2 separate regions of the Triticum aestivum genome follow, and region 1 is linked to region 2. Evidence: chromatin contacts called from public Hi-C data. All regions are on one chromosome and are shown on one strand. The core of a region is the stretch at or near the end of the contact, and the rest is flanking DNA. Distances in the headings are between cores, read along the strand shown. Region 1 overlaps LOC123122694. Region 2 overlaps LOC123122693 (protein YABBY 2).

Evidence for each region. Hi-C and Micro-C count contacts between places; a contact is called where the count stands out from the background.
Region 1: a contact with region 2 is called in a Hi-C map of leaf, with 3 times the contacts expected there. The contact joins two enhancer-like sites. A contact is called at or near these places in 4 of 5 Hi-C or Micro-C datasets (leaf and an unstated tissue) and 1 of 1 datasets of contacts at active chromatin or transcription factors (leaf).

What each region holds. Positions count from the first base shown.
Region 1 is chr5D:454,027,432-454,031,644 of IWGSC CS RefSeq v2.1, reverse strand. LOC123122694 reads left to right here. Exons shown (of 14, transcript XM_044543016.1): 9 at 1-109; 10 at 195-319; 11 at 402-671; 12 at 805-938; 13 at 1,092-1,169; 14 at 1,455-1,909. The coding sequence ends at 1,656. Among protein-coding and RNA genes, the nearest start is that of LOC123122694, 5.6 kb to the left of the region's middle. Within about 2 kb of position 2,909, at least 4 of the 8 cell types and tissues checked have an H3K27ac peak or open chromatin away from gene starts, as enhancers often do.
Region 2 is chr5D:453,981,985-453,985,965 of IWGSC CS RefSeq v2.1, reverse strand. It overlaps LOC123122693 (protein YABBY 2), which reads left to right. Exons shown (of 7, transcript XM_044543013.1): 7 at 58-769. The coding sequence ends at 224. Among protein-coding and RNA genes, the nearest start is that of LOC123122693, 9.8 kb to the left of the region's middle. Within about 2 kb of position 2,670, at least 1 of the 8 cell types and tissues checked has an H3K27ac peak or open chromatin away from gene starts, as enhancers often do.

The DNA.
Region 1 (4,213 bases), core at 1,660-4,159, 45 kb before region 2:
ACTTTTGAAGACACCTTTGGCGACGTATGGGGTGAAGGTGTCTGGAGGGAACTTGGGAAAAATGCTTCTGACATAAGTCGCATTGTTGTCGCACTTGCTTCCTTCAATGGTAATTTTACACCAATGTGGCATTTACCGGTATATATTTGTATCTGTTTACTGCCTGTTAATAATCAAAATCATGGCAACGGCAGGTGAAAAAATGTTTTCTGCATGCACGGGTTTTTTTATTCGATGGAATGGCTCAACAACCATTCTGACATCTGCAAGCCTGGTTAGAGATCATTGTGATGAAAGCAAGATTGTTGAAAACTTGACGGTTTGCGCTCCTCGCTCTATGATTGATTTCTGTTCTTTAGAGATTGTAGAAAACTTCTGAAATCTCACTGTATAATTTGCAGATTAAAGTATTGCTTCCAAACAAACTTGTCCGAAAAGGGAACATAGAGCATTACAGTCTACATTACAATGTCGCTCTAGTCAGTGTCGAGGATTGCCGTGTTATCCGACCAGCAAAGATTCAGCTTGATTGTATTGGTATTTCCCGTGTAGCAGCTGCAGGGCGTTGCTTCAGATCAGGCACGATAATGGCCACAAGTGGGCGTCTGGTTTCCTGGTCAGGCAGGCTTGATTGCAAGTTCATTTTACGCTCCACATGTAAAATCAGTAAGGTCGGTACGGCTGTTGCTGTTTGTTGCCTACCTTTTACATGGTGGAAGCTAATCGTCGCATCAAAATTACTAGTTGATTACCATGATGTCTGTTTGGATTAAAACTGAGAATATGTTTATGCCACCTTACCAGGCCGGGATTGGAGGACCCCTTTTTAATATGCGTGGAGAGGTTATCGGCATGAACTTCTATTCAGAGAAAATAGGCACCCCATTCCTGCTATGGAATGAGATTGGCAACATCCTGGCGTATTTTAAGGAAAAGAGGTATTTCAAAATTTCCTTTTTGGGGTATTCGAGTGTTTATCCGATATGTTGTTGAGATGAACATTTTGATTGAGAAGCCTGCTGAAGCGAGTTCAGCCAGGCATAATGTTGAGTGATATAAATAAATGTATTTGTTGGTGTGTTTGACGACAGTGATGCTGGTGAGGTTGCTAAGGACAGTGGTTCCTCTTTCTGGAAAATGGATGGGGATAGCACAGTCCGGTTAAACAGGTAAGGCATCCTGAGACACACACACTCCTATCAAATTAGTTACAATGAATAGTTTCGGATATAAAGTGGTACTCCCTCTGATCCTGGTTATCAAATTAGACGCGTTTTATGTGTTTTGTTCGCTCATTTCAGTCAATACATAGTCCATCTTGAAATATCCAAAATGTCTTATACTAGTTCCGTACACTGGCATAAGACGTTTTTGCAGTTCGCAAAAACGTCTTGCATTAGTGTAGAGAGGGAGTAATTAGGAAGGGAGGTGATATTTACATTGAACTGCTGCAGGTGGCCTGTGCCGATGCCATGTTGGCGTGATCCTGACGATCCATCTTGGAGCTATCCTGATGATTGGATTACGGATGCACCCAGGGATGAGCCGAACATTGAAATCCCACCTGGCGAGGAGTTCAGATACGGATACATAAGGGGAACGAGATATAGAAACCTTGTAAAGGAGTGCTGGGTTCCCTTGACCAAGAAGTGGTGATATCTCTCACTGTATATCAATCTCCGTGTTCGATGCAGCTGCTTGGGTTGGCTAACACTCGAGAACGAAGGGACCTTTTTACGCGCCTGCACTGTTTAGAAGCTACTACGACAATCTCTTGTTCTTAGTCTGTCTTAATATTACTCTGTTCTTAGTGAGCTCTTGGGTGTGCACCTAGCTAACTGTTCGTGCGTTGCCAAGGGCAACAAAATTTGTATAAAAGAAAAGACCTTTCAGGATGATGAGTTGATCACACCGTGGTTCAACACAAATACGTCCTGCCATGTGTTGGCCCTGTGCTCTGACGATGCCCGTGCACGCCTCGGCCAGCCCAAGGCAGCCCGCGTCGTCTTACTCCGGTGTACGTTTTCCTTGGTGTTAGAACTAAGAACAAATATGATTAACAATTTCACACAAAGAGCAATTTTATTCGCCAACATCATACAAAATTGCGCTTCATACACTGGAACAAATATTATGAACAATAAGAACAAATTTCGGAAACGGATGATACTATTTTTTAGTTTGTGCGACAAATGGGATATACAGTAGCAAGCAACGGTCGTAGTGCAGCGGAATCCTATTTGGCGCATACAGGCAGCAGCGGAGCTTGGTCTAGACCAACAGATTTTTGCAACCATTGAAGAATATGCTCTATTTTAGGCCTAACCAGTATTTAAACTAGAGAATAGCCCCTCCCCATTAATTTGTCCCCCTTCAGCTAATGGCCTCCTTTTGGATTATGCTGAAGCTCCGCCACTCCATACAGGCAACACTGCAAACCAGCGCTCATAGCTGTCGTTGTACATGAATGGGAGTGTTGTCTCCGGTTTTGGGAAACTTCTCGCCCCTTTTTTGTTTGGTTTTTCTTTCTTTTTTTGATTTTCATGAACTTTTTATTTTTAAATTTTTTTGCAAAGATTTTGAAAGCTGCAAATTATTTCAAAATTGTGAGCTTTTTCGAAACCATGGACTTATTTTTAAATTCATGAAGTTTTTCTAAATTCAAGATTTATATTTTTTTTACTTTTTTTACAAAATTGGAAAATAAGTCAATATTTTGAACTTTTTTTTCAATCATGTGAAGCTTTTTTTTAAAGGAAACTGGTCAACCAAGTGGCTGGTGCACAGTCGATCGGCTCACCATGTTAACGAGTGAACAGAAAACGAAAAGAGCGCTGGCTTGTTGGGCTGGCCCATGCACGAGGAGTGTGCGAGGGCGAACGTGCTAACCGGCGCCAAACGCGCTGAATAGGAGCCCCCGCAAGGGTCATTTTTGTGGGCCAAGGGCGAGACTAGTGGTGCATCTAGCCGCCGCCATGTCTCATGCTTGGCACTCCCTCTGGATTTTTTTTCTGTAGGCGTTTTCGGGTTTTAGATGGGTTTTTTCTGTTTACACCTTGCCTTTCCTAGGTTTTGGAAGCAAAAATTGGCGAAAAAAAGTTCCAAAAAAAGTTATGGGAAAAAATTTGTGCTTCTACAAGAGCACATATTTGCTTTTCGTGGAGGCATAGAATTGCTTCCGCGAGAAGCATAGTGCGCTTCTAAGAAAAGCGAAAAAAATCACAAATTTATTTTTCCTTGAATCTTTATTTGCTTCCACGAGAAAAGATGCATATAATTCCTTCCGTGAGAAGCACAATTCTTCTTCGCGGAAAAGGGGAAGTCACGATTTTTTGCACGAATATTTTTTTGCTTCACGAGAAGCCCAATTTTGCTTCTCGTGGAGTCACAAATTTGCTTCCGCGAGAAGTACAGTTGTGCTTCTTGGAAAGAGAAAAATTGTGATTTTTTTGCGCAAATTTTTCTTTTGTCATGAGAAGCACAATTGTGGTTCCCAAAAAGGGAAAAATTATGAATTTATTTTGCATGATTCTTTTTGTGCTTCCACGAGAAGCACATATTTGCATCTCGTGGAGGCACAAATATGTGCTTCTCGAAAAGCAAAAAAAACACATGTGCTTCCGGCTTTGGGGTTTTCCTTTTTATGGGTTTTTTGTGAAAAAAGTTCGTCGAAACCTATTACATGGGATCTAATTTGAAATATCTCAACGCGGGAAATCCAACAGTGAAATTGGTTGGGGATTTGGATGCACTGTTTGAGAGATAAAATGTAAAAAAAATTCTATGAAAAAAGGAAACTCCCAGGTTGCGACAAGTGCGCACATGTCAGCGTCTGAGAAGGTGAAAATGACCTTTGCAAGGTGTTCAGTGTGTGGAATACATAATGTGGTAGAATGAGAATAGCTATGGTGGCACAAAGTAGGAGTTAGAGACAAAGCTTTTCTTAGAGGCGAAGTGAATTTTGTAATTCCGGTTATCTATCTGTAATTTCCGACTCCTTCCATTCCTATGACTATCATTTTAAATCCATGTTGTGTGGAGGCGTAGCAAATAATAAAATGGGCAAGTCATTCATCTTCGCGGCAGGGAGCTCTCACTTCTTATAAAAGACTTGGGTGGTAGACAACAAAATAAGGTCATTGATACGTTGGTAGGTCAATAGCTAAAAGATCCTCAGTTTATGAGTTTGGTCCTAGTTAGGTTGGAACTATAT
Region 2 (3,981 bases), core at 1,421-3,920:
AACGGTTGGTTTTTGACATATAACTCATATTTTCTTGCTTAAACTCATTAAATGCAGAGAAGTTTAACAAGGTTTACAAGTCCGAAGGCCAAAATAAAAGCTTTCAATCATGGCATAAAATTACGCAAGTGTTTTGCTCCGGCCAATGCCCAATTTCGCGCCTCGTTACAGAATTTGGATATGATGATGTGAGGCGGTGTGGAAATGTTGTGGAAGACTCTTGAATTGCGGTCGGTCCAAAGCTCCCAAGTAACAAGCCTGGTGAGGGAAACCAACAGCTTTCGTCGCCCATGCCAATTGTGTACCATGTCAATCCACCAAGTTTTGACATCGTTGAAGCCATGCCAAGATTTTGTGTGAAGCCAGGGAGATTGAGCCAATTCCACACCATAGTCCATATTCAGATGGAGAAACGACATTGAAAGAGCAATATCGCTGCCATCTCTGGAGTTCTCTTGCACATGGGCAAAGCCCACAATTAGGTCATCCATACTTGGTGAGTTCATCCGCCATCCAAACTCGACTCTGAATGATGATCCACGCGAAGAACCTACACTTATGAGGACCCAATTTTTTCTAAACAGTAGCCTCGAAACTAGTGGACGTGGCCTCGATGAATTGGACACGATAAGCAGAGGTCCTAGAGTAATGCCCGGAGGACAGCCCATGAAATGGTGTCGGCTTTGTTGGCTTGGAATTGAACTTGGAACTTGACCCGCCAAAGTTTGATGAATTCAAGTATGTGTTGTAATGTGAGCCTGTTGTCCAAGTTGATATGGTAGACCCAAGCATTGTTATGGAGAGCATCCATAATGCATCGATCTTATTTTTTGAAGTGTCGAAGATAGAGGGACCCATGTCCTTACTCCAATGGCATGTTGTGCCCAAGCGGCTTGCCAAAGCTCGTTATGTTGCCGTCCCCAATAGTGATAGCAGTGAAAGTTTATATATAAAGCGGGGCGAAAGCCTTTTTCGGTAAAGTTTAGAATAGGTCCATGTCCTCGGTATTGCACGGGCTACTGGTGCCCACCCAAGTACTGCCCGGGGTGGTCCATTCAACCCATGGCCAATGGAACCCCAGAACACGCGCAAATTTCTCAAGGTTTAGGACCCTGAGCCCTCCAAGAGTGGTGAAGCGGTAAACCACCTCCCAATTTATTTTGAATTTGCCACTGGAGAATTTATCGGAATCCGCCCAAAGGAAAGCCCTTCTTATCCTGTAAATGTTGCAAGTCCTCATTCGGGATGTCGATTGAGCTTAGGTGATAGATCATGATTGAGGTGAGGACTGCCTTGACCAAAGGCAGTGAAGTGTTTGCCCGTCCAAGGAAGTAATTTCTTTTTTGGAACTTTATCCTCAATGTGTTGGAAGTGAATCCCTCTCAACCTCCTGACAATCTAAAAATGTGTTTATGTCTTATAAACCGGAAGGGGGAGTATGTCAACAGCCCAGCTACCTTTGGGGGGACATGCCTTTTTAGCCCAAATATACTTCATGTAAAATAGTTAACCCCAAGTATATTCTTTGTATTCGGGCGACAAGAAACATGTATGCAAGTTTGTATAAGTTATGGTAAATAGACCAGGTGGTACCAAAGCCACGTGCGTCGCAGTAGTACATATTCTGGCCTTCTGGGAAAAAATACTTCATATTTTGTACTCCCTCTGTAAACTAATATAAGAGCGTTTAGACAACTAAAATAGTAATTTAAACGCTTTTATATTAGTTTACAGAGGGAGTACACTCCAACTTCCTTTATGTAGAACTAAGAGGGTGCATTGCATTATTGGTCTAGCTAGCTAGGCCCGATATAGCTGCCGCCCTAGAACTTGGGGGAAAAAATCTGTTGTACTCCAAGAGATAGGTACATATAATCCAAGTTCATGATATATAAAGTTAAGCGTGTGTGGACTCAAAAAAATAAAATATGCTAGCCCGAAGTTCGTCTCTTCAAAAATCTGTTGTGATCTGGCGGGCCATATAATCCATTTGATTCACCCATAAAAGTTCACCTACGCTGCACGCGTACGCTGGCCGTGGCCGGTCACTGTGGACTGCTGCAATGGCATCGTCGTCGGCCGGCTACGAGTGCCCCGCGCGCGCGTGTATGATCGCATGCATGCGTTCTGCCATGGCATGCATGCATGGCCCCTACACAAGCGCGCGCCCCCGTGCACCGAGGAGTAACCGTGCTAGAGAAATTAATTGACGGAATCTCTATCTAGCTCAGTGCTCAGCTCCCGCTCAGTGATCGCTGACCGCCTGACCGTGTGTGTTATTTCGCTTTTAATGATTGTTTGTATTGTTTCCACTACTCATGTACAGAGGTAGACCATGGCAGTGGCTGATATCTGCAGTGAAATTGAATGTGCTTGAGCCAGTGAAACTGAATGTGCAGTGAAATTGAATGTGGTTGAGTACCACCGTTGTTGGCTTGTTGCAAGATCGAGAAGGGGAGAAATGCATGCTAATAAAGGAGCGAGAAGGCATACGTTTCCTTCCAGTTCCAGGAGAAAGGAAAGATGGACACCATGCATGCACCACCCATCCATCTCGATCTTTCAGGTGGTCGCCGTCTGATTTGCTCCGAGATTCCCCTGCAGGCATCCACGTAGGATCTAGTACTCTCGATCTATCTTGCGTGTTACCGTACGAGTTTTAGGATGTCCCGCCGACCTACATACTTGCCGCGCGTATGTACAGCAGGCTACGTCAATCCGCACGTGCACTGTCACCTAGTACGTGCTACCGATCCAGCTGGATCGATGTCGAATAAAGGAACCGACATCTGCATCGACGCGAGGTCAGACCTAGCCTCACCTCAGCTGAGATGATGGACGATGGACTCCTGGACAAGCCGATGCAGGTACGCGTACGTACTGGGATTTTATACAGTCTGGTTTTACAGACATGAATGGAGCCCCGCCGGCGACTGGGTCGGCTCCAATAATGGAGTGAAGCAGAGATGGATTGCTCCACCAACTCCTCCTCAATCATTCGCTTCCATTATACCTGAATACCCCTCGAGTTGAGGTTTTCCTTACTCCGTCTGCAGCGGTTTTATGAGTCCACTTTGTATTTTCAACCGGGACCTCCTACATGACACGCATTGCGTCCGACAGATGCGTGCCAGAGGCTCCTCCGACTGCGCCTGCCCAGCAGCGAGTGCCCGGCAGCTTGTGAACGCTCATGCCTTAGCCAGTAGATGAGCTTCGGTGTTTAAATATACAGCACGGAATATAAGAATTATAACCAGCGATAGATCTAACAATATTTCATAATTTCGAACATGATTAGTTTGGAGAAAGGTGTTTAGTTTTAAAACGTCAACATTTTAAAATTTGTAAAAATCTTATACAAACTCGCACATTCTTTGGAAACGGCAATATATTTTGAATCTTAACTTTTGTTGAATTTTTTGAAAAATCAAAACATAAACAATTTTTTAAACCTGAGACTATTTTTGACAAACCTGGAATTTCTTTGAAAAAACTTATTTTAAAATTTTATGAGTACAATTTTTGTAAATCGGAACATTTTTTGGAACTCCAAACAAAATTTGAAAAATCTTAAACATTTTTTCAAACATACGAACATTTTTTATGAAATCATGAACATTTTCAAAAAATTGAAAATATTAAAAAAATAAAGCTTAAAAGAAAAGAAAAAAATAGAAGAAAACCAGAGAAACCAATAAACAAAACAACAACAAAAAAAAGGTCCAGGAGCATTCGAGAAAGTTCCCAAAACCGGTAAAAAGCTAGGCTGGAACTTTCAAGAACCATCCCAAAACCGTGAAAGAGTTTTAACAATTTCATGGGGGGGGGGGGGGGGGTATTTTTCAGTTTTTCCTTTTTATGATATAATTTTTTAACTATAATGAATTTGCTAAATATTAGGTACACCAACTTTTGTTAAATGCATAAGCATTTTTTTTGTAAATACAAGAATACACACTTTTTTGAAATACCTACAGTTTT